Linked DNA regions of Gossypium hirsutum: region 1 is linked to region 2. A link is a contact called in public Hi-C data. All regions are on one chromosome and are shown on one strand. Each heading gives the region's core, a stretch centred on a gene start, on an enhancer-like site or on the middle of the called end of the contact. The rest is flanking DNA. Distances are from core to core; before and after follow the strand shown. Region 1 holds the start of LOC107920188 (transmembrane emp24 domain-containing protein p24delta9). Region 2 holds the start of LOC107918275.

Evidence for each region. A called contact is a pair of places that touch in the nucleus more often than the background predicts.
Region 1: a Hi-C map of leaf shows a contact between it and region 2, with 2.2 times the contacts expected there. The contact joins the promoter of LOC107920188 here to the promoter of LOC107918275 in region 2. A contact is called at or near these places in 3 of 34 Hi-C or Micro-C datasets (callus and leaf).

The regions. Positions count from the first base shown.
Region 1 is chrD13:14,982,065-14,985,737 of Gossypium_hirsutum_v2.1, reverse strand. LOC107920188 (transmembrane emp24 domain-containing protein p24delta9) reads right to left here and starts at 1,313. Exons shown (of 4, transcript XM_016849749.2): 1 at 845-1,313; 2 at 540-749. The coding sequence starts at 1,051.
Region 2 is chrD13:14,822,647-14,826,900 of Gossypium_hirsutum_v2.1, reverse strand. It overlaps LOC107918275, which reads left to right and starts at 2,235. Exons shown (of 1, transcript XM_016847797.2): 1 at 2,235-4,254. The coding sequence starts at 2,954. LOC107918274 (galactoside 2-alpha-L-fucosyltransferase) reads left to right here. Exons shown (of 2, transcript XM_016847796.2): 2 at 651-2,306. The coding sequence ends at 2,104.

The DNA.
Region 1 (3,673 bases), core at 64-2,563, 160 kb before region 2:
TTGCTTAGTAAGTGGGCAAATCAACAGCTGCAGAAACGACCATGTAAGAGAGTGTCCATCTAATTTACAAAAACCCAATCCGTAGCTCCAAAGATTGAACCGCAAGCAAGGAAGTTTTTGTTCATAGAAAAGGCCAAAGTCACATAAATCGGCCTAGTGAACTTCATAACCAACATCTCATGATAAGTGAACATGATGGATCTGATGTAAAAAAAGAACATAACAAGCCTTGAACACTAAAGAAAAAGCAGTAATTTTCTATGGAACACCGAGACCGAGAGACCCTTTAGCTTAGCACTAAGCAACTAGGGTTTAAATCTTTTTCCAAGTAATTCCAATCAACCAAGATGATCCTAATGATCATTACAATAAATCTACGTAGCTTTCAACGCTTAGAACTACAAGCACTCTAAATTGAATCATTGTTACAAAGAACAACTCAACTATATGTATTGTAGATGCAACAATTATGGTCCCTTCACCAGCCAACCCCCCCCCCTTAAAGCAACATATTCGTGGGAAGGGATTATAATACTTACATCGACTTGGCCTTTCTTGGCAACGTTAGTCCAGTCCTTGGTGTGGACTCCAGTCCTCCAATCGAAATCAACGGTGACCGTGATCGGCGGCGAATGCTCCGGCGCCCAAAAGCAAGCCATGTAATCACCTTGCTCCGTCGCCGTGAATGCAAACTGCCCATTCTCCACCTTTTCTGCCGAGTGAAAATTATTCCCATACGAAGACGTTACCTACAAGAATTTACAGCCCCAAAACATCTTAAATCACTCCCAAAACTCAAAACACAAAATTAGATAGAAAAAGGTTGGGTTTTTTTTAAGAGTACCCTGACGGTGAGCTTGTGAGAATCGGGCAAAGGATGATCTTCGTTAGGTTTAACAACGTGGTACTTTCCGACAGTCATTGAATTGCTCTTGATGTCTTCGGCGATGCATTTAGTTTGTCCCGATTGCAGATCGAAACGCAAAGATTGCGATGCACGGAATAAAACCCCCACCAACAGAACCAAGACCAATACTGACCGGAGAATCATGGTCAACGGCGAAGCTTTGATTCCACAAAACAAAGAACGCAAAATCAGTGGATGCAAAAAGAAGAAGAGATTGGGGAGGAAAAATAAAATTAATAATAATAGTAGTGCTAATAGTAATAAATAGAGGTCAAAATTAATAAAGACACGCGGTGGGATGGGATTGGAAGAGACACGTAACTGTGGAGACTTTTAGATACGATTAGGCTGTTTGATGTCCTAAAATCCCAGATCTGTCTTAACGTAACAGCACGTTTTATACAGATACGCACAACATTGGATCTGTATTTCACTGTTTTGTCTTTATTTTTTCAATAATAGTAATAATAATTCAGGGTTAAATTAGTTAGACAGTCCGTTTCCATAATTAATTAAGAAATTAGGTTTTTTAATAAATTTAGGGAAATTAATTAATTTTGGAGCGAAAAACAGAAAACACATTTTGTTGTACATGTTTTCATCGAACAATAACTTTTAATATAACAGCTAATTTATTTCATACTTCCATTTTCTTCTTTTGCATTCAAATTCTATTCTCTCAACTATTTTATTATCATTTTTTCATTCAATTTTTCTCAAATTTTTATTGTCTTAATTTTATATTTCGTAATTTTTTGATTTTATTTTATTTTTATAATTTTTAAAATGTTAATGCCACTTATACATTTAGATGGCAAACACATTTCCAGCGTCCAATAGCAAATGGCAAGAAAATATTATTTATTTTTTTAATTTTAATTAATATAATTATTAAGTTGTTAACATTATTAATTTTATAATTTTTTATATTAATATAACCAGACTGACGATTATATTATCGAGACGTACATACACAATTTAAATGCGAGGGCATCGCGCGTTATTAAACAACACTTACAAGAGGCGAGATTCTTGCATGTGTCTCGTATGCGAGGGGGACTAAATTGGATCCCACACTTATCAACTCTTTGGTGGAAAGATGGAGACCCTAGACACACACATTTCATCTTCCGTACGGTGAGTGTACAATTACATTCAAGGATGTAGTATTTCAACTCGATTTACTAGTTGATGGGGCAATCATTATGGGGTTAGTGGGCATTGGTGATTGGAACGCAATTTATGACCAATTATTAGGGTGGGTTTGGATGGACGATACGTTTACCTGCAGTTAGTGTAAAAATAGTTGTGGCGATGAGATTAGATATTGTAGCGTAAGACAAAAAGTAAGCTAAACGCACCGCACCGTCCGTCCAAACCCACACTTAGGCAAGGTATTGGACAAGTTGAGTGGTAGTCGGATAGAGATAAAATGGTTAGAAGACAATTTTAATTATATTGACAACTCTGCTGGTGTCGTTGAAAGACAACAATACACGCGAGTATTCATCCTGAAGTTAATCAAAGGTCTTCTAATGCCAAATAAATCTCAACATCTGGTAAATTTAAGGTGGCTCCTACAACTAGTCGACCTAAAAAAAGCGAGGTGACTCGGTTAAGGATCAGTTGTGTTGGCAACATGGTACCGAGAAATGTATCGGGCAACGAAAGCACAAAAAATTAAAATTGATGGTCGCATACTCCTTCAGTTATGGGCATGGTACCGCCTACCATTTTTACATCGCCAAGTAAACGCCCCTTATGAATTCCCACTTGTAATACGACAAAATTCATTTAATAATATAGTTATCATAATATTTTTTTTCATTATTATTTTTTTGAAATAACATATTATTTGAATAGGTGAAACAATAACACGAGTCATGTGGGTATACCAGACAAGCTCGAAGATATTCGGTTATTACTAGATCAACAATCATAAATCGATGTTAACTTTTGAAATTTTCAATTATATAATATTTACGTAAGGATTTGAAATTTAATATTAAGTACATAATAGAATTTATAATTTCATACTATAGTTTGAATGAATGTCATACTCTGATTCAAGAATTCAAGAATGCATCTCGGCCAAATTTTTGACAAATCGCAAAATTTGGCACATCAAAGTGTCATTGATAGTTTTTGCAATGGTCGAGATGCATGAATCACATCAAGTGATGCGCCAGTTTGTGTCTAAGCAAAATATTTTGCCTTCACCCCAATAGCTCAATGAACTTCACAAGACCGATTTGCGCGGAAGGAAGGGGAATCAATGAAGATAAACCTAAATTCCATGTCAAATATATCTACATTTGGGAACATAGGTATAGTTTCTTACCTATACACGAACCAATTCTCCCACCGGATTTGGCGACCTCTCTAGATTACATAACATGATTTAGACTTCATGGTAAGCCATATCTACTTCTGGAGGAGGAAAAAAGTAGGTAATGTCGTCATAGAAGGCCAAGACGACCCCACATGAGGCTGCTATCGAGAGTACATGCATTAATGGAATCATCATCAGCTCCAACCTCACATGAGGCACTGATAGGTGCACCACTTCCCTGTCAATATGGTTCATATTTTTATGGTACTTTTACTAACCCTATTTTTTTACACAAGCACCACATTATACACTATAATACCATGCATCAACACCTTCTCCAAGTATATTTTTTGCACCACCTCCATCCTCAAGACCATATTACACGCCACTGCCAACAACAACACCGATGTATCTGTCATTACCTACAATTCCAA
Region 2 (4,254 bases), core at 986-3,485:
GTATTCAAAAAACATGTTCACCAACATACAAAAAATTAAAATTTATTCATGAATAATACATAAACATATTTATAAATATTACTGATTATAATATAAAAATAAAATAAACATTAGTTCATTTTTACCGGATAAAAAGAACATACAAACAATATCAATATTAATTATATAATTGAATAATAAACGAGTTTTGAACGAGCTTTAAACAAAAAGAAATGAATTCATTTATGAACATAGATCAAGTGAATAATGTCCTTTTCATGCTTGGTTTATTTAATAAACGAGCTTTAAAATCTTGCTTATGGTCATTTATCTAACTTGATAAACGAATATAACTATTCATAGAAGGGTATGTTCGTTTACAACTTAAACGAAAATAAGGCAATATGATGTATAAATGAATAAATGTTAGCAATGTCATGTATGAGTAATTTTGTTTTAGTTAGGATTAAGGATTTTCATGAATAACATTTAAAAATAATAGTCCTATTCAGTGTTAACAAGTGTAATAATTTAAAGAATTTCTTTAGTATATTAGTGAATAGATGATGTTACAGAAAAACAAAGAAAATCAATTGGTTGTGATTAGTGAGTGATATTGCAGGAATGTATGGATTTTATTAGCATGTCTGAATTTAATATCTTTGGTTCAGAAGTTGATGTCCTCCAACATGTTGACATTGCTGAAGACAAACTGCTTGGAGGACTGCTTGCTGATGGGTTCGATGGACAATCATGTTTAAGTCGATACCAGTCGATTTTATATCGCAAAGCTTTACCTTACAAGCCATCTCCATACCTTGTTTCTAAGCTAAGAAAATATGAGGACCTTCATAAACGTTGCGGACCCAACACTCCGTCCTACAATAAAGCAGTGGAACAACTCAAGTCCGGCAGCAATGTCGTTGGCACGACAGACTGTAAATATGTTGTCTGGGTATGGTACAGTGGGTTGGGGAACAGGATTTTGACTCTGGCTTCAGTGTTTCTCTATGCTCTTTTAACCGAAAGAGTGTTGCTTGTGGACCGAGGGAACGATATGGCCAGTTTGTTCTGCGAGCCATTCCCAGAGAGATCATGGTTTTTGCCCATGAATTTCCCGATTGCTAAAATGTTCAATAGCTTTGATCAAAAGTCTGCTGAATCCTATGGGAACTTGCTTAAGAATAACATGATAAAGGCTTCAATGGGATCATTGCCATCATATGTGTATCTGCATCTGGCTCATGATTATGATGATCATGATAAGCTGTTCTTTTGTGATGATGATCAAGCTCTGTTAAAAAGGTTCACTTGGTTGGTTGTTAAAACAGACAACTATTTTGTTCCATCCCTCTTTTTGATGCCATCATTTGAGGATGAACTGAAGAAGCTGTTTCCCAACAAGGAAACCATATTTCATCACTTGGGTAGGTATCTTTTTCACCCTTCAAATCATGTGTGGGGAATAGTCACAAGGTATTATAAAGCATACTTGGCCAGGGCAGATGAGAGGATTGGCATCCAGGTAAGGATTTTCGATAAAGGACCTGGCCCGTACCAATACGTGAAGGATCAAATTTCAGCTTGTACTATAGGAGAGAAGTTGTTGCCTGAAGTGGATACTAGACGATTGGCTGTGAATCCGTCAAAAAACCCGAAGGTGAAAGCTGTCTTGATGACTTCTCTGGTTTATGGATACTATGAGAACATGAAGAACATTTACTGGGAACACCCTACGGTGACCGGTGATATAATTGGGGTTCATCAGCCAAGTCATGAAGAACAACAGCGGAGTGAAAAGCCATTGCACAACATGAAGGCTTTGGCTGAAATGTATCTGCTTAGTTTAACTGATGTGTTAGTCACAAGTGCATGGTCTACATTCGGGTACGTAGCTCAGGGTCTTGGAGGTTTGAAGCCATGGATCCTTTACAAATCCGAAAATCAAACGAGCCCAAATCCACCTTGTCAACGTGCCATGTCAATGGAGCCTTGTTTCCATGCTCCACCATTTTATGACTGCAAAGCTAAGGAGGGTATCGACACAGGTAAAGTTGTTCCACATGTTAGACATTGTGAAGACATTAGTTGGGGTCTTAAAGTGGTAGATAGGTATACTGAGTAATAGCTCTTACAGGGATTTTTATTTTCTACCCAAATTTCTCTAGAAGATTTTGATAGAACTGCAATATATCTCATTGAACTGTGAAGTTACCTTATTCTGTGTGGTTTTTCTGTAAATAAGCTTGCTTTTTTTTTTCCTGTATAAGATTTGTGAGATTGAGGTTCATCACTGCATATCAGATTCCGTTCCCTTTTTATCATTAGCTATAGTTCTCTGAGACAATGATATTGCTTGTGACTTAGAGACATTTCTTTTATGTTAAGTAGTGTTATATATAGACATTACTTGGCAGATGAAAACTTGTTGAACATGTCTTTATTTCCACCATTGGTTATTGATCGAGCATCATCTTTTACTTTTGTAGTTTGAAAACGAAACCGTAGTTTTGCTTATACTGGCCGAAAGATTGAAAAAGGGAAAGTAAACCTAAAAGAAGATTTGGCTCAAAACTAAAAGAAGATTTGGCTCAAAACCCAATATGTTTCTTTAGATGAGAGTAAATAATCTCCTCTTTAGATCTTAGATTTTACTAAAAGAACTGAGGCAAACTTTAACTGTTCATGTTCTGAAGGAGAAAAAAGAAGGGGCAAAAGGAAGGCAATGGTCGAAATTCCAAAACCCCAATACTAATGTGGGAAGTGACTTTACCTTTGGAAATTAGTTTCTTCTTCACTTATGAAAACAACAAAGACAAGCCCTCCTGTCTTCAATGTGTGTCAAGACCAAACACCAAAGCCTTCCCCTTTTTTTTTTGTCTCTATCGAGAGCTAATTCAACGTGTGGTATTGTAATTGGTTGGTAATCCAACAAGGTACAGCTCACCTAATCTTTTTAACAATTCCCCCAGCCATGGAAGCTGTATCAGCTACGATGAAAGCCATTAACTTCCCTGCAACTTCCACCGTCCCCAGAGCAACTGTTTCTATTACAGTGGCCTCACCATGGTCACAGACCAAACTCAACATGCTTACCTTTTATGCCCCAAATCCCAACACCAGATTCAGCTCAATTTGTCTCCCTCGCTGTTCCAGAAAACCAAACACTGACACTAACAACGAAACTGCCCAAAATCCAACCTTTGAACCGAATCCCAGTCTAACCACTGAGAACCCATCAAGCGCTGTTTCAGATGAGGAAATCCCCTCTTCTTCAAATCCCCCTTCTGCTCTTTCTAGAGGTTTGGTGCTTGATTTGGGTCCTGTTGGTTCTTGGGACTGCACAGATATTGGTTCACCAGTGGTTAAAAGGTTCCTTAGTGATGAGGAAGAAAGATGGTATATGTGGTACCATGGAGTTTCCACTGATTCCCAAGGTTCAGATTCCATAGGGTTAGCAGTTTCAAGCAATGGGGTCCATTGGGAGAGAGGTAAAGGTGCAGTGAAATCAAGTGCAGATGTTGGTTTGGTCATGAGTTGTGGCAATGATTGGTGGGCTTTTGACACACAGAGCATTAGGCCTGGTGAGGTAGTCATCATGTCTAGTGCTAAAGTGAGAGCCTCAAGTGCTGTTTATTGGCTTTACTACACTGGCTACAGCAATGAGAAGGTGGATATTTCAGCTGATTCTTTAGGATTCAAAGTGCAAAACCCTGAAAATCAAAGTAGCCAAACTGGGGAAGTGTTGAGGTCTTTACCAGGTTTGGCAATCAGTCAAGATGGAAGGCATTGGGCTAGGATTGAAGGGGAGCATCATAGTGGAGCATTGTTTGATGTAGGGTCCGAGGGAGATTGGGATTCATTGTTCATATCATCACCACAAGTTGTTTTCCATGGGAATGGTGATCTAAGAATGTACTATCACTCATTCGACGTGGGAAATGGGGTTTTTTCTATTGGGATGGCAAGGTCAAGAGATGGGATGAAATGGATAAAGCTAGGGAAGATAATGGGAGGTGGGCCAAAGGGATGCTTTGATGAACTTGGAGCAATGAATCCCTATGTAGTTAAGAACAAGAAAGATAGAAACTATGTGATGGCATATGAAGGTGTTGGTGCTGATGGGAGGAGAAGCATTGGACTGGCAATGTCAGCTGAAGGATTGAAAGATTGGAGAAGGGTTGAAGATGAAGCAGTGCTGAAACTAGCAACAATGGAGGATGGATGGGACAGTAAAGGGATTGGATCACCATGTTTGGTGGAAATGGATGGTGA